Linked DNA regions of Muntiacus reevesi: region 2 is linked to region 1. A link is a contact called in public Hi-C data. All regions are on one chromosome and are shown on one strand. Each heading gives the region's core, a stretch centred on a gene start, on an enhancer-like site or on the middle of the called end of the contact. The rest is flanking DNA. Distances are from core to core; before and after follow the strand shown. Region 1 holds the start of H2AZ2 (H2A.Z variant histone 2). Region 2 holds the start of OGDH (oxoglutarate dehydrogenase).

Region 1 (3,294 bases), core at 422-2,921:
CATCATTGACTAAATGGACATGAGTTTAACCAAGCTCAGGAAGATAGTGAAGGACAGGAAAGCCTGGCATGCTGCAGTTCATGGAGTCACAAAGTTAGACACGACTTAGCGACTGAACATTGTAAATTATATTTCCTCCACTTCACCTCTCAAAACACCTTGTTCTTTTCCTACTATGCACTTGTATCTATTATAAAATTCACACATTTGTCTGTTTACTTCTTTAACATCTCACCCCTGCTATCAAGGACTGTTAAAAGTCTATTTTGCCAACTCTTGAATCCCCAGGACCTAGCACAGTGCCTTCAAACAGTGCCAACAAACCACCAAGTGACTGGTTGAAGGTGAAGTCACAGGTGGATGCCTTGGCAGACGTGTAATGCCATCCACTGAGGCCAAAAACACGAAAGCAGGAGCAGCAATTAACTAAAAATGGTTATTGCTTACTGGATTGACTCCCAACTCTTGCACCTTTTCAGTGCAAGAAAAGGTGCAACTCAGTGCACCTTTTCCTCCCCATCTTCAGGCACCTCCTTCCTCACGTTCATCTACACCTTCACTCATATGTTTCCAAACACCTTCACTCATATTTTTCCAAAGTCTTATGTAGAAGCTCACCCTTTTCCTCTCCTGGAACTCAAGTTACATTTCGTTAGAGACTGATGGGTCCTCCCACCCCCCATGTTACTTCTCCATGTCAGAAGAGAATTCTCACTTTGGGATAGGATCTGCCCATCTGGTATACTTCTGAAATTCCCGCCTGGGTAAATCCCGCCAGAACTAAATCTCCGCGGGGACCATCGGCTCCACACACCCGGAACACTGCCCGGCGCGTCAATGCAGACAACTGTGAAAAGAAGCAAAGGTTCCTAACTGCAGCGGGTAAGAATTGGCCCGGAGCCTGGGCCTGGGACCTGGCGACCAGGGGCGATGCAGTCCAGGGGACGATCGGGCCAGCACACCGCCTAGGGGTTGCCGGGGTTGCGGGGGGTGGGGAGCAGCCGTAGGTTGACAAGTAAGAAAGCCCTGCTTCGCGCCGGTCCCTCAGCTTCGCAGCGGGCGCGGGGACTCCAACCTCGTTTCCGAATTTCACTCCCTTTGCAATGAGGGGCTAACCTAAGGCCAGCGGGAAGGCGCTGCGGAGAAGGGCTGCCAGGCCTGGAAACAGTGCCCACCACGGAGCGAGTCCCCGCTGGCACAGGGAAATCCTCGGAGTCTGTGAAAAAACCACGAGGAGAAGCAACGAATACGACCATTTCCTTCCCAAACAGGTCTCAGAAACCCTAGAGTCGACGCTGAGAAAGAGCGGGAAAGCCAGCGCAGTCACCAATCTGTCCACCCATTGGCCAATTGCGCTGTCTTTCCCAAAGGTCCGCCTCCCTTGCTCGCGGGCGATGTTCTCATCGGCTGATTTCCGCCAGCCTGCAGCTCTCATTGGTCAGCTCCTCCGTTCGTCAGGTTGGGCCTTGTAGACAGGCGGAGAACGGCGTTTGGCTCCGCCCCCAGTCGCGCACAGGCGCGTCTGTGTTGGAGTAGGAGGCTCCGCCTCCGCGTGCCGTGTGCAAAAACAAACAGCCGTTAGGGAGGAGGGGCTGAGGGGGTGGGGCCTTGTTAGAAGAAAGCGCGCGATTGGGCAGCAGCGGGGGTTCAAACGAGCAAGGCGAGCGGGCATTGGCCGGGGCAGCGCGAGGCGGGCCCCGGTTATTGTCCGGGCTCTGGCGGCCGCGGCGGCAACGGCGGTCGGTGCTGCACTAGCGGCGGCGGCGGCTCGGCGGGACCGAGGGCACGAGCGGCCGAGACCATGGTGAGGACTGCGGGGCGGCCGGGAGGGCGGCGATGGTCGAGTGGCGCCGGTACCTGTTGAGGCGGCGGGCGTCAGGCGGCGACGACATCGGTGGGGCGGGCGTCAGGCGGCCAGACTGCCAGCGGTCCCGGCCTCGCTCGCCGCGGCGCCGGCGCGAATCGAGGTGCGCGGGCTGAGGCCGGGTGTCCCTGAGCAGGAGAACCCTCGCGGCTCCACAGCACTTCCACTGCTACTGCGACTGACTTTGAGTCCTTAATTGTGCGTCGGTGAGAAAAGTGCGGCTTTTTAGAAACGCGAATGGAGGGAACTGGGCTCCTTGTGAAGTTGAGAGGGAAAGGCGTTGGAGGGGGGCCGTGCCCCGCGCAGGAGTGAAGCAGCAAAGCCGAGGCGACGAGTGGTGTCCTCCCGAGCGCCCTCCGGAGACAGCCCTGCCCGGGGCTGAACCACAAACAGAAATTGTGGTTATTGTGACGTTTTCGCGTCTTAGATCTGGAGTCGACCTTGTGGATGGTAGCACCCGGGCTCTGTAACTTGTAGTTGTGCAGTTAACGGAAGCGCTTTTACAGGCAGACTCTGGCATAGATTACATCTGCCCTGTAAACTGATTTGCTCGAGCCGACAATTCTCGTGATGCTTGCTGGTTTCAAAAGGTGTCACTCGTTTAATCTCTAGCAACCTACCATATATTGGCTGAATCTTTACCAGCAGCTAAAAATACATATACGTTCGCATGGCTAAAAATACAGGAGGCGTGGAGTTGTCATTCTTGTTTTGAAATTTTTAAACATGATGAGACGTGAACATGTGTCTGTTAAACAAATTTGCAACTTGCTTGACATCCAGTTTGCAACTTTTTCTGAATGAAATATACTCCATTGGCATATTTTCTACCCGGAGATGCTTAGCCCAGGTTAATACTTCAGTTTTTAGAGTAAAAAATTTTATCGTGCTTGTATTTTGTTTCTCAGCAAACGTATTAAAATGATTGAGCGAAGTTGGGAGGGTGTGTATACAGACTTTGAGGAGGTTGTGAAAAGAAAATATTCATTTATTATGCAATTTTATATTCACAAGTTTAATTCCATAAAGTTTTGTTTTTCTTAAGCATAAGAAATGTATCTGGACTCTCCAAGCCACGGAAATAGTCATTTAGTTTACTGAGATTTTTAAAAACTGATTTCCTGCCTACTTCCTTAAAAAACAAATAGGTTAAATAGCAAACGTAATGGATTTGAAACAGTAAGGGATAAAATTGCTTAAGTAAATTGGGAAACCTGAGGAGTTTTGCAGTTAATAACTTTTTACTGATAACTATGTATTTCATAATTCAGTCATAGAGAAATAATGATTATAGTTTTAGCCTCATGCACTATTTTAGATGTTTCTTATGTTTCACATCAGGGCAAAGAGAGCTGAAAAGATTGAAGAATAAGTGAAAACACATGGTTACTTGAACTGACCTCAGAAATCCAAAGATGATGCAGTATCTT
Region 2 (3,294 bases), core at 252-2,751, 140 kb after region 1:
GTATTATACATTTTCAGACCGTGAGGGTCTTGCACAAAAAACTGCAGTTTGACTCTTGCACCTCTTGTCACAGTGCAAACAAGACTTCATCCAGGCCATTTATCCTAAAGCTGCGCAGAGCAGTAAACCTGGGAGTCAGCCTCTAGTCCCTGCTTCAATGTACAGGTAAAACCAAGCGGAGAAACCCCAGGACAAAACTAGAGTTCACACCTCAGGCCTGAGTCATCTCTCCTCCGTTATGGGTGAAGGGCAGAGAGAGCAAGTTCTTGTCTGTACTCAATGTCTCGCTATCAGTTTTCTACTAAGCTTCGGGACACAACTTACACTAACATCAGGTAGCTTTGCGAAAGGGAAAAGGTAAACTAGTGTGTTCCTCGAGGAAACGCGCTTCATCTCAACATGAGCTACCATATCCCTGAAAGAAAGAAGCGTACTGAATACAGTAGCGTACGGCAAGCTAGTCTACCCATTAAGGGTGTTGCCCCCAAAGAGTTCACCGGGAGGATGGGTGCTGTGGGTACTAAGCAAGGAGGGCTCCTGAGTATATGGGCACTGAGCACGCGTGCAGCAGAGTAACCCATCCATTAGGGGTGTCACCCTTTAGAGCACAGAGAATGGAAACGATGAGTGCCGAGTACAGTCAAGGTACTGAGGAGAGTGGAGGTACCAAGTGCTGGAGGGTAATTCACTCAAGGGTTCACCCCAGAAGAGCGCAGGGAGGATGGGTATGGGGGTACTGAATACACAGGATAGATACTGTGGGGTAATCCGCTCCTCAAGGGCGTCACCTCAAGGAACACAGGAAGGATTAGTACTATGGGCACTGAAGACAGAGGGGGTACTGCAGAGTAATTTGTTTCTCAAGGGGTCGTCCCAGGGGCGAAGGGTCAGTGCGGACAGAAGCCGACCAGCGGCTTCGCGCTCTGGGAAAAACGAATGTCCACAATTCACAGCCGGTTCGTCAAGGGCGCGCCACCCTTCCAGCCGACCAGGCGGGGAGAGGACACAGCCTGATGACTCCCACGTGACGCCTCCTCGACCTTGGGGGTCACCCTGGCCGCTGCGCCCGTTCCCTCACATCCGCCGTGCAGCCCACCCCCCTGGCCATTACAGCCAATGGCTTACCGCTCCGCGCCCCGCGCGACCTCTGCGCACGCCCGCACCCGCCAATCTCCGCCCGCCAGGAGGCGACCCCCGCACCATTGGCTCCCACGTCCGTCTGTCAGGCTCCGTCCCACCCACCTCCCCCCGTCAGCCCCGCTCCAGCCAGGTCCACTCCCTGTCACCGGGGCGGCGGCGCTAACGAGGGTGCGGCGGCCCTGCCCCATGCCAAGACCATCGCCTCCTGCCTGACCGGAGCGGAGCCTCCCAAATCCTGCTGGACCCGGCGGCCGCGCAAGCCTACCTGTCTCCGGCTCAGCTCCACCCGAATGAGGCGCCGACACCCCACTCCGGGGCACCAAACTCTCGGCCCCGCCTCAGCGTGTGGCGTCAGCACGCCGCCCCTCCCTGAGACGAGAGGGGCAGCCCCTACCTCGTGAGCGGGGCCTTGACGTCACAGAGTCGCGCCCACATCTCCTGTGGCGCCGTCTTGGGGTGATAGTGTTAGCTTAGAGGTTGTGGCTTGCTTTTGGCATGTCCGGTCCTGACCGGCTTGCGTGACAGTTCTGAAAGGGGGTGTACATGTTGCTAAGTACTGTCTCCTGCAGTAGGCTGTCAGGAGTCCTTTGATGGAGAACTCACCTGGTGTGTGCTGTCAGAAACAAACCTTGGTCGGCAGTGCGCGCTCGAGGCGCCGCAGGCAGTGACCGTGGAGTGAGAACCAGGAAGTCCTAACTCTGACACTAGGTTTTCCCAAAGTAGGCAACGGGCCTGCGGGAGCCTTCACTTGGTGCATGGATGGTTTATTATGCTGTTTCATCGAATACCAAGTGGTCATCCGCTTTTAGAGGTTATTTTACTTACTGCTGAGAAAGGGGGGGGGGGACCACTTTCACTAGGACACCTCAATCGTAGATACAAAACTGTTTTCAAAATGTGGAGGACAAAAATCTTAATTTTGTTGAAATATGGTAAGTTGTAAGCAATCACATACTGAGAAAGTCCTTTCAGTTCTTCAGTCTTTATTAGCAAGGGAAAAGCATCATTTAATGCTAAAGTGTCTTTAATTCCACTTTTTCTTCTTTCCCTTTTCTGACCAAGATAAGACTTAGGCTTAGGTGGACAATAATAAAGGTAGAAGTTACTTGGTCTTCCTGACTTGTGACAGGTTATCTTTGAGATATATGGCAAGTAATAGGTTTTCTGATTTACTGTAATACTAAAATGTTTTATTTTGTAATAAAAGTTTCCATTTTAAGACTATGTTCAGTCGCTCAGTCATATCCGCCGACTCTTTGCGGCCCCTTGAGTCGCAGCACGCCAGGCCTCCCTGTCCATCACCAACTCCCTGAGTCTACCCAAACCCATGCCCATCGAGTCAGTGATGCCATCCAGCCATCTAATCCTCTGTCGTCCCCTTCTCCTCCTGCCTCCAGTGCCTCCCAGCATCAGGGTCTTTTCCAATGAGTCAACTCTTCACATGAGGTGGCCAAAGTATTGGAGTTTCAGCTTCAGCATCAGTCCTTCCAATGAACACCCAGGACTGATCTCCTTCAGGATGGACTGGTTGGATCTCCTTGCAGTCCAAGGGACTCTCAAGAGTCCTCTCCAACACCATAGTTCAAAAGCATCACTTTTTCGGCTCTCAGCTTTCTTCACAGTTCAACTCTCACATCCATGACCACTGGAAAAACCATAGCCTTGACCAGACGGACCTTTGTTGGCAAAGTAATGTCTCTGCTTTTTAATATGCTATCTATATTAACTAGATACTAGTATGGGAAAGTGGCATCCAAATGACCGACAGTAGGGAAAGGCTGTTCCACACTGTCTTGAATTGTTCCTCTGTGTTTATTCCCCACAATTTAAAGGCAAGGACTGTGTCATGTGGCAAAGCCGGGGATAGTGAGGTGACAAAGGACAGTCATCTGGTCATAGGGATCTCACCTTGAAAGCTCCATAGAGGACACAAGTGTATGAATCTGGGCCGAAATTCAGACAGAACTTGCCACCTGCTGGCAAGTGTGATACAGACTTGTAGCAATTTCTAAATTTCTCAAGTGAAGTGAGTGAAAGTCGCTCAGTCATGCCTGACTCTTTGGGACCCCATGGACTATACAATCCATGGAATTCTCCAGGCCAGAATACTGGAGTAGGTAGCCTTTCCCTTCTCCAGGGGATCTTCCCAACCCA

Evidence for each region. Hi-C and Micro-C count contacts between places; a contact is called where the count stands out from the background.
Region 2: a contact with region 1 is called in a Hi-C map of muscle, with 6 times the contacts expected there. The contact joins the promoter of OGDH here to the promoter of H2AZ2 in region 1. A contact is called at or near these places in 2 of 3 Hi-C or Micro-C datasets (blood and muscle).

Annotation. Positions count from the first base shown.
Region 1 is chr6:72,746,125-72,749,418 of mMunRee1.1, forward strand. H2AZ2 (H2A.Z variant histone 2) reads left to right here and starts at 1,672. Exons shown (of 5, transcript XM_065939091.1): 1 at 1,672-1,804. The coding sequence starts at 1,802.
Region 2 is chr6:72,884,733-72,888,026 of mMunRee1.1, forward strand. OGDH (oxoglutarate dehydrogenase) reads right to left here and starts at 1,502. Exons shown (of 23, transcript XM_065939939.1): 1 at 1,406-1,502.